3 separate regions of the Mus musculus genome follow, and regions 2 and 3 are each linked to region 1. Evidence: chromatin contacts called from public HiChIP or PLAC-seq and promoter capture Hi-C data. All regions are on one chromosome and are shown on one strand. Each heading gives the region's core, a stretch centred on a gene start, on an enhancer-like site or on the middle of the called end of the contact. The rest is flanking DNA. Distances are from core to core; before and after follow the strand shown.

Region 1 (2,700 bases), core at 190-2,689:
TTTACCTGTTCCAGGGCCTCGGACAGACAGATGGACGCCAGCCGCAGAGGCCAGAGGAGGCCCTGCCGTGCGCGCGCCCCCTCAGCGCTGTCCGCAGAGGACCTGGGAGGGGGTGACGGGGGCGCGCCCGAGAAGCTGAGCCCTCCTGGCTGGGCGCCCCCCGAGCCGAGGGGACCGAGGGCTTTCCACCCTCCTTGGATTATTAAAAAGTTCATTTCCTGGCGAATCGGGTGACGTCAGGGGCCCGGCGTCGCGGTGGCGGGGCCGCCGGGCCGGAGAAGCCGCCTCCAGTTACCCAATTACGGACTGTCAATCCTGCCGCCCCTCCCCCATCCTTGGGGGCGGCGGGGACCCCAGCCTTTCCCCAGCTCGGGACCAACCTGGGACTCCTCTGGAATTATTCTTTAGGGGTTTCGGTCCCTGCAAAGATAGAGGAGCTATGTGGAGGGCTCCAAGCTTGGCCAATCCATCGCACCTGTCTAGATTCCCCTAAAAGTCTTGGACTCACAAGCTTCTTTCTGGACTCTTGGAGTTTAGGTCTCCCATCTATAGCCAGGGAGGGAGCTAGGTTTGTATACTCGCCACTGAACTCACTTGTCTCTCCAGAATGGAGGTGTTGTGGAGAAAAACTCCAGGTGACTTTGGGGAAAAAGTGCTCACAACATTGCTTCCCTCTCCCTAAAGACCGTCTCGGGGACCCTTAGAAAGAAAAAATATATATGGTTAATACCCCGGGAGTCTCCCTTCAGCCGACTCTGGCGCCAGTTTCCCGCTCCACGGCCTCGCCCCAGGCAGTTCAGCCTGGTGGTCTACTAAGGCCCCGCCCGGAGCCCTTCCCCCTCCCTGGGCCACTGGCTTGACCGCGACCATTATTGGTCTAGCACAGCCTCAAGTGTCTTAGTGCTCAAAGTTCGGGTGCCCTAGAGAAGTCCACAATCCCTAGACTCATGTTGTCCAGCGGATCCTACCAGCCTCTTGCACAGCTATCCCTGATAGAAGGACAGAGAGTTTGGGGAGTCAGTTGGATTTGGGCTGGCCGTCGTCCGTAGCAGTGGAGGTGGGGCTCCGCCCGAGAGTAGAAAGCTGTGGTCCCAGCAGAGAGATACCCAGAAGGTGCACGTCTCGGCTCCTGGGAAGTCAGGGACCCTATTCGTGCCTAGTTGCTGGGAGGGCAGAGGTTGGAAGACCTGAGCGTCTGCCGGAGGGGTGCAGGGTCTGCCCACGGCGAAGGTCCCCTGGGGGGGGGGGGCGTTGGCATCAGAGGCCGCAGAGAGGGCGCTGGTAGGGGGCCAGGCAGCCTAGGAGGCCAGCTTGCGGGTCATTCCCGAAGTCCAGCGGCCAAAGCGGCGGGAGCAGCCAATGGGGGGGCGGAGGCTGGGCGGCGCGCGGCGCTGATTGGCTGGCGCCGGCTTCATAGGCGTGCGCGGCCCCCGCTTCACGTCTGTGCAGGAGTCGGCAGCTGGCGCCAGGGCGGCCGGAGGATGCAGAGGGGCCGGAGCCGGGCGGGCCGGAGGCCGAGACGCGCGCTGTCCCCCACCCCTATCCCGTGAATCCGCCGGCCCTGGAACGCGCTGTCGCTGGGCCCGCCGTACCCGGGCTCTCCTGGTGTCTCTTACTCTCTACTGCTGAGCCCTCCCCTTCCCGCGCCGCTGCGAGTGTAAGTTTGAGGTTCAGGGGGCTTGTGGACATTCCTAGGTTGGAGGGATCTCTGTGGAGCTCAGACCAGGATCTCCTGTGGGCGATTACGTTCTTATGCTTTGGGGAGAGGTTGGCTGACTGCTAGAGAGTGCATTGGGGACCGGCTCGCAGCCCCAGGAACTGCGGGTGCGTTTTTTGGGGTGGCCCGGGGTGTTGGGGGTTAGTTTGTGTATATATTGTCAAAGTGTTACGGGGGCGTGGGAGAGCGTGTGCCCCAGAGTGGATGTCTAGGCAACTGTCTCTAACTTTTAGTCAGAGTTTATGTGTTTGTGTGCCCAGAGGACAGGGGCACGGTGTGAGAACCTGATTTCAGTTCCGCGTGCGTTTTGGGGGGGTCACCGATGTCAGGACCTATCCGTGTGTGTGACCTCGTGTATGTGGAGTTGCGTCTGTGGGAACGCGAGTTTCCCTGCAAGTGTATGAGGCTGAACCCCTTCCTTCACCTTCCTTTCGTTTTAAACCTTGCGCTTTCCTTCCACCCGGGACTGGTCCTCAGTGAAGCTCCGATGGAACGTCTTTGCTCTCAAGACACAGACTTTGGGAATGGGGGTGTCAGAAGGCGGCAGTGTCCTTCACATTCCCTCTGTTATCCAGGGCCGCCCCACCTTCGCCTGGTTCCCAAGACACAGTAGTGGACCATGGAGGTGGCGCCTGAGCAGCCTCGCTGGATGGCGCACCCCGCCGTATTGAATGCGCAGCACCCCGACTCGCACCATCCGGGCCTGGCGCATAACTACATGGAGCCAGCACAGCTGCTGCCTCCCGACGAGGTGGATGTCTTCTTCAACCATCTCGACTCGCAGGGCAACCCTTACTACGCCAACCCGGCCCACGCGCGCGCGCGCGTTTCCTACAGCCCGGCGCATGGTGAGCTTTGGCCCCCGAGGTTTCTGGAAGCCTGGCGCCCGGGCCAGGCCTTGGAGGGGGGACGGCCTGTTGCTGCTTCCCGGATGTGGGATCCACAGGAATCTGAGCAGCTGCGAAATCGGGCCTAAGAAGATG
Region 2 (2,943 bases), core at 30-2,529, 150 kb after region 1:
ATGCTCATGACCAGAGCAAGGCTGCCACTTGGAGAGCAGGTCCAGCACAGGGGGGCCCAGATCTGGGCTACCTTGCAGTAAGCCTCAGCTGTGCTAAGCTCCAAGTGGGTCAGACTCGCCTGTAGATAGCACACAAAAGCACTGGGTGGCCACAGGCCCACCAGAACAGGGAGGCCCCACCAGAAGCTTCCCCAGCATAGAATGGCTTTGCAGGGCCTAGGCTGGGTGAGGGCACAAAAGGGAGGTAATGGAGACATGGGAGAATGGAACAAAAGTTCTTCTTTCTCTGACTCTTTATGTTTTTTTCTTTCATAAAAGCCCCACGAGAAACAGATGACTGCTGGCTCGTTGTAAAGAGTTAAACACCAATTACACAGACTAAGACATGAAAGCTCTTTGAGCTCCCTAAATTCCACTGCCTGTCACTCCCCCAAGATAGCCACTGCTCGCACTGTGCTGTCTCCTTCCAGACCTCTTCTGACGCATTTGTACAAACTTGAGTGCATATGTAAATGGAGCCAAGTTCCATGGCGTTCTGAAACCTGCTTCTGCACCTGGCTTTGCATCTACTCCAGCTATTTAGATAAGTCTCTGTCTCCGTCTATCACTTGACGCCAGCAGTGGGCTTTGCACACAGGTTGACCATTACTCTCACGTCATTGCTACCTGATCTGTACAGGCTTTGCCTCCACACTTATGACCAGAGACTGATATGGGCTACACTTGCTGTGCTGGGAACTAGCAGGTGGAGGAGTTGGGGACTGGGAGGAGCAGGGGAGTGTGGGCAGACAATGGTGAACACTGTATATGCAGCCCTGGGCAAATCTGGCTTCCCTTCTGAAGTGCAGCTGCCTGTCCACTATTCATCCCTAACAACACTTTAAGAATAGCCCAGTAATGGATGGCCATCCTTTCCCAGGAGGGTTGTTGGCTGAAATTACCTGCTGTAGACCTATGGCTGTTCACAATGGTTTTCCCAATCCCAGACAAGCAGACTCCCAGAATGTTGGAGGGATTTTGAATCGTCACAAATGGGCTGGGAGGAATAGTGCTGCTGACACCCAGTGGGTAGAATCCAATGCCACTGTTAAATCTTCTATTTCTTATGGCTTAGGACAGAAATGGCCACATGCTGAAGTAAAAGGGCCTGCTTTTGGCTCAGCACCTGAAGGGTTAAGCAGCCTTGCTGCCCAGGCTGCCTGCCTGCCTGCCTGCAAGGACTGCATTAAGCAGGCCAGGAGATGGGCCTTGTTGCCTGCCCGCCAGCCGTATGGTTTGCATTAGCAGTGCTCTGCTTGGCAATGTTCCCTCTGGCAGCCTGCCTTCCCTCCCTGCCCCTCCACTCTCCGCCCCAGCTCAAAAGAAAATACCAGGATCCACATATAAAACCAGCGCACTCCCCTCCTGTCTCTTACCCCAGTCTTGAATCAAACAAGCTTTTAAACTCCTGACCTTCCGCCCAGGCACCCCAGTTTGTTTCACAGCGGCAGCAGTAGAGGAGGAGGCAGGAGGCTGGGAAGTAGGGGGCTGCCCTCTCTGTTACCTGGCCCTAGCAGGAAAGGGTTGCCTCTCTCAGGGGTCCCCAGAGGCACCCCCTCATCTTTCAGAATAGGGACAGCTCCTGAGGCAAGAGGCTGAGATATCAGAAGCAGCCCTAGCGGGTCCTCTATGGCTATGTTTTTAAAAAACTTTCCCAATCATCTCATACTAGAAGCCTAAGTACAAGGCTTGGATGTACTGACAGATAGAAAACTATCCCAAATGTTGAGCTGCAAACTTGTTTGTTAGCTTGCATCCTATCAAGCATGTGTGTGTGTGTGTGTTGGGGGAGGTTCCTTACATCTCTACTTTGTTGAAACCTAAGCCACAGCCCTGGCTACAAGCCCTGCTTATTTCCAGACCTTCAGGGATCTCATTCTTAGCAAGTGTACTGTTACTCAGCAGTAACTCAGACTAGAGGTCTGGGGTCATCCATCTCATGTCTTTCCCACACCATTTCTAAGTTCTAACCTTCACCAAGTCCTGGTAAGACTACCTCCTCAATACTTTTAAGGATCACTGTACTGCTATGCCATGGTCCACAGTACCTTGAGCTCCTCTCACCACGCGACCCTGGCATTAGCCTGGAAGCCTGTAAACCTGGCCTCAGCAGCTCAGCCTCTTCTCAGAAGTCTTTGCTCCCTCAGACTTGAGATGCCGGCTTTACCTTGTAGGCATCTGTGTATATGTCCCAGGGGGTGAAGCAGTAGATGGCAAGATCAGCAGCAGCACAGGCCAGGTAGGTCCTCAGCACTATGTCCACATTTGAGCTCTTCACAAAAGCTACCCTGAATAGCCAACCCAGGAAGAGGCTATATCATGGCTGTGTGCTAACAGTTCAGTGACCCACAAGGCAGACCCAGACTCCTGAATGGCCCTTGCCCAGAGTCAGCTCATTTAAATATTCTGAAGAAAAAAACAAAACAAAAACAAAAATACCCAAACTCCGAATGGACAGAATTTAGTTTTTAAAATAATATGTTATAATGGAGTATTTTACCAAAATTTCAAACAAAAGCAGGCAAGTGTCTCTATTTTAATAAGGCGTCTCACTTGCCTGCTCCCTGTAATTATTACAAGTTAAAGCCTGTGAACAATTACAGCAATGTTTACAGTGCTTTTACTGTTGTTTTATTTTATTTTTAAAGAAAGAATGTAAGTATTCAGTTTACGTGGTGCATTGGCTTTACAGATACTCAGGAAATACTCAACTTTCCTTTCAGGAGAAAAACAAAACCAAGGTTCCAGCTAAGGCCCAGAGTGAAACCAGGCAGGGTAGGGCTGAGCCTGGGCTATAGGTGTAGTTGGTGAGCTGCACTGGAGAGGGTCAGTAGCTTTCCTGTCCCTAGCCAGCAGGCTGGTTACCCAAGGTGAAGTAAGGAGGTGCTGGCATAGTACTTCCTG
Region 3 (2,700 bases), core at 127-2,626, 220 kb before region 1:
ACCCTACTTGTATGTGTACATACTGTTCAGAACCTTCCTAGTCTTCCATTTGGTAAAACTGTCCATTATGTTGCACTAGATCCTGAGGTTTAATTTCCAACATGTAGAAATCTTTTATCTTTTATATGCTGGACACTGCAGCAACCCAAGACTGGGAACCCACTTTTACAAGAGTTCTCCACTGGGCAGCTGTCTCTGGGCACATCTGTCCCACCTCTGGCAGCGCCTGCTAGTTGTCTAGCTGGTCTTAATGACCCTCGACTCCCCCGCAGGAACCCCAAGCAGCCTCCAGCGCCCACAAGACAACGACAATGGTCAAGGTTGGAACCGTTTATTGCGCCCCAGGAAGGCAGCGGGCGGAGCAAGGCGCCACACAACCCAAGCGCCTGGTGGCCATCAGCGGGCACAGTAGGCAGGCGCCACCAGGCCATTGGCGCCGCCGGGCCGGTAACCATGGCGACGGCCGTTGCCAAGGGTGAGAGCCAATGGGGGCGTCGCCAGGGCCGTTTCAAAAACCTAAAGCAAACAGAACGCAGCATCGCTGGGGGAGGGGCGGGGGAGGGGACAGGGATCAGGGACCTGGGCCAGGCGGAACCCTACGGAACCGGTACACCGAGGGTGGGGGGGGCGGATAGGGATAGAGACAGATGGAAAACTCGACGATGTCGCCAGACCGTAGGGGCGTCACTTGCGGCCCTTGGGCACCTTGGGCACGCTGGGTTTGGCCGCCTTCTTCACTTTCTTCGCGCTGGCAGCAGCCGCCGCCTTCTTGCTCTTGTGCGCGCGCCGCTCCGGCTGCGGCCTGGCGGGCGTTCTGTCCGCCGCCGCCGTGCGCGCCTTGGGCGCGGGGCTGCTGGCCGCCGAAGCTCCGCGCCGCTCCGCGCCGCCCTCCAGCTTCTTGCGGTTCAGCTTGAAGGATCCGTTGGCGCCGGTGCCCTTCACCTGCAGTAGCGTATCGTTCTGCACCAGCGCCCGGATAGAGTACTTGAGGTAGGTGCGCCCGTTCTGCTGGTCGAACCATGCCACCTTCCTGGCCTCAGCGTAGATGCGCGCCAGAGACGAGCCGCCGCGCTCCCCCAGCTTGCGGATGGTCTCCACCACCAGCTGGCTGTACTTGCCTGGCTGGTTCTTCTTGCGGTTCTTCCTTCTCTTGGGCTGCGTGGGCGCCGCAGAGCCGCCGGCCTTGGCCGTCTTGCGGGCCGTCCCGTCGGCGCTCGTTGGCGGCAGGGCCTCCTCAAGCTCCACCGACATGGTGGCCAGCGGGTTGGCGGCAGGCGGCGCGCGGTAGCCGGGGGGCCGCGCCGGGAAGAGGAAGGCGAGGGGCCGCGGCGGCGCCGGGGGACTGGGGGCGCGCGGCGGCTCCAGGCGGGAGCGGCCGCGGCCGGGCCTGGGACCAGGCGGCAGGGCTGAGGTGCGGGCGGGGGCCGGGCCGGCCGCGGCGGGGCTGGGGGGGTGGGATGCGGAGAGGAGCCTGCGGGGAGCGCGGCAGCACTGCGCGGGCTCCGGAGCTCTGGGCGTGCGCGCTACGCTCTGGCGGAGAGCGCGCCCCGCTCCGCTTTTATTTCCCCGTGGCGGACCACGTTGAGAACAACAACAGCCTGGGCCCAGTCCAGCGCCAACTTGTGCTTCTTGGAGCGCCTTCCGCGGCCACTGGCTCCTCCGCCCGCGGCTCCCGGGCGCGGCTGCACCCTCAGCAGTGTGCCCTGGACAGCATCCGAGCCCGCTGCGCTGCGCAGAGGCGGCCTGCGCCTAGGACGGGCTCAGCGGAGCGGCTCAGAGGTGTGTACCCCAGGCTATAGGAGCATGGAGGAGGGGGGCGCTCGATTTGCAAAGGATTAGCACGGGCCCCGGGCGAGACCCCAAGACCGAGAACTTTGCAGGCGGCAGACAAGAGTGCTCCTCAGGCACCTGAGTTGGTTCTGGGCCCAGGGGACCACAGCCCTGCCCGCAGGAAGGGCATTAATTTGTCCCAACTAACACAGGGTACGCCCTCACGCGGCCGACAGGAGCAAGGCAAAGCCCGAGAGCGTGCTGGGGCGGGGGTCTTCTCAGAATCCTAAGGGGAACCAACAGAAGGGAATTGCCCTGAGGTTGCACGCCTGGCATCTCAAAGATGAGTCAGTGCAGGCACGACCACAAGGGCCTCTCCCTAGACACTTCCTCACCACTCTCTGGCCCCAAGTACCCCATTTTGTGATGCTTAAGTAGCCGTCCCTGGACCCCTCAGAATTAGATGGGGGCTCCAGGATGGAAAAGTGTAAGGTTACCCTTAAGGCATTTCCCTTAGAGGGTGTGGCAGGGGATTTGGCTTTTGAGGATCCTGCCGGCTTTGGGGGATCGAATACTGCATCACTTGGTGCGGGAGGACTTGAAGGAGGTGGTGGTACAGAGAAGGACCTGAAAGCCTGGGAAGTAGTCCAACGGTGGAGAGAGGGCTGTGCAGGCAATGGCCAGCCTGCGGAGGACATAGTAGACACCACTAAAGCGTCCAGGCCAGCTTTGTTCCAATAGGTAAGCAGTTCCCTGGCCTCTTGGGTGAAAAGAGGGAGTGACTGCCTGTAGATCAAGAAGGCCCAGATTCTCAGCCTTTCAAACTCAGTACTCGTGGGTGTGCCAGCCTCCCCGCACCCCACGACCTCATCCCCATCAAAGGAAGGATCGTCAGGAAGTGGCCAGGGTTTAGCAGAGCCCAGAGCCCAA

The links. HiChIP or PLAC-seq counts read pairs in DNA pulled down with a chosen protein or histone mark. Capture Hi-C pulls out chosen DNA fragments and counts their contacts.
Region 2: an H3K4me3 HiChIP or PLAC-seq map of craniofacial prominence shows a contact between it and region 1, with 2.8 times the contacts expected there. The contact joins the enhancer-like site here to the promoter of Gata2 in region 1. A contact is called at or near these places in 12 of 39 promoter capture datasets (the 3T3-L1 cell line, 3T3-L1-derived adipocytes, cranial neural crest and 9 more), 1 of 15 datasets of contacts at CTCF or cohesin (the NIH/3T3 cell line), 2 of 484 Hi-C or Micro-C datasets (the G1E-ER4 cell line and uterus), 5 of 115 datasets of contacts at active chromatin or transcription factors (bone marrow-derived macrophages, craniofacial prominence, fetal liver and 2 more) and 2 of 9 other capture datasets (adipose tissue and pancreatic islet).
Region 3: a promoter capture Hi-C map of adipose tissue shows a contact between it and region 1. The contact joins the promoter of H1f10 here to the promoter of Gata2 in region 1. A contact is called at or near these places in 2 of 115 datasets of contacts at active chromatin or transcription factors (double positive thymocytes and pancreatic cancer cells) and 2 of 9 other capture datasets (adipose tissue and liver).

What each region holds. Positions count from the first base shown.
Region 1 is chr6:88,197,225-88,199,924 of GRCm38.p6, forward strand. Gata2 (GATA binding protein 2) reads left to right here and starts at 1,440. Exons shown (of 6, transcript NM_008090.5): 1 at 1,440-1,657; 2 at 2,293-2,565. The coding sequence starts at 2,337. It overlaps Gm38708 (a long non-coding RNA gene), which reads right to left and starts at 159. Exons shown (of 4, transcript XR_001785312.2): 1 at 1-159.
Region 2 is chr6:88,342,387-88,345,329 of GRCm38.p6, forward strand. All of the region lies in intron 4 of Eefsec (eukaryotic elongation factor, selenocysteine-tRNA-specific), which reads right to left. Among named protein-coding and RNA genes, the nearest start is that of Eefsec, 100 kb to the right of the region's middle. Within about 2 kb of position 1,280, at least 106 of the 459 cell types and tissues checked have an H3K27ac peak or open chromatin away from gene starts, as enhancers often do. A contact at or near this core is called in craniofacial prominence, second pharyngeal arch cranial neural crest and uterus, where this site is marked.
Region 3 is chr6:87,980,106-87,982,805 of GRCm38.p6, forward strand. It overlaps H1f10 (H1.10 linker histone), which reads right to left and starts at 1,377. Exons shown (of 1, transcript NM_198622.1): 1 at 316-1,377. The coding sequence starts at 1,251. The coding sequence ends at 685. Gm5577 (predicted gene 5577) reads left to right here and starts at 1,578. Exons shown (of 2, transcript NR_026990.1): 1 at 1,578-1,779.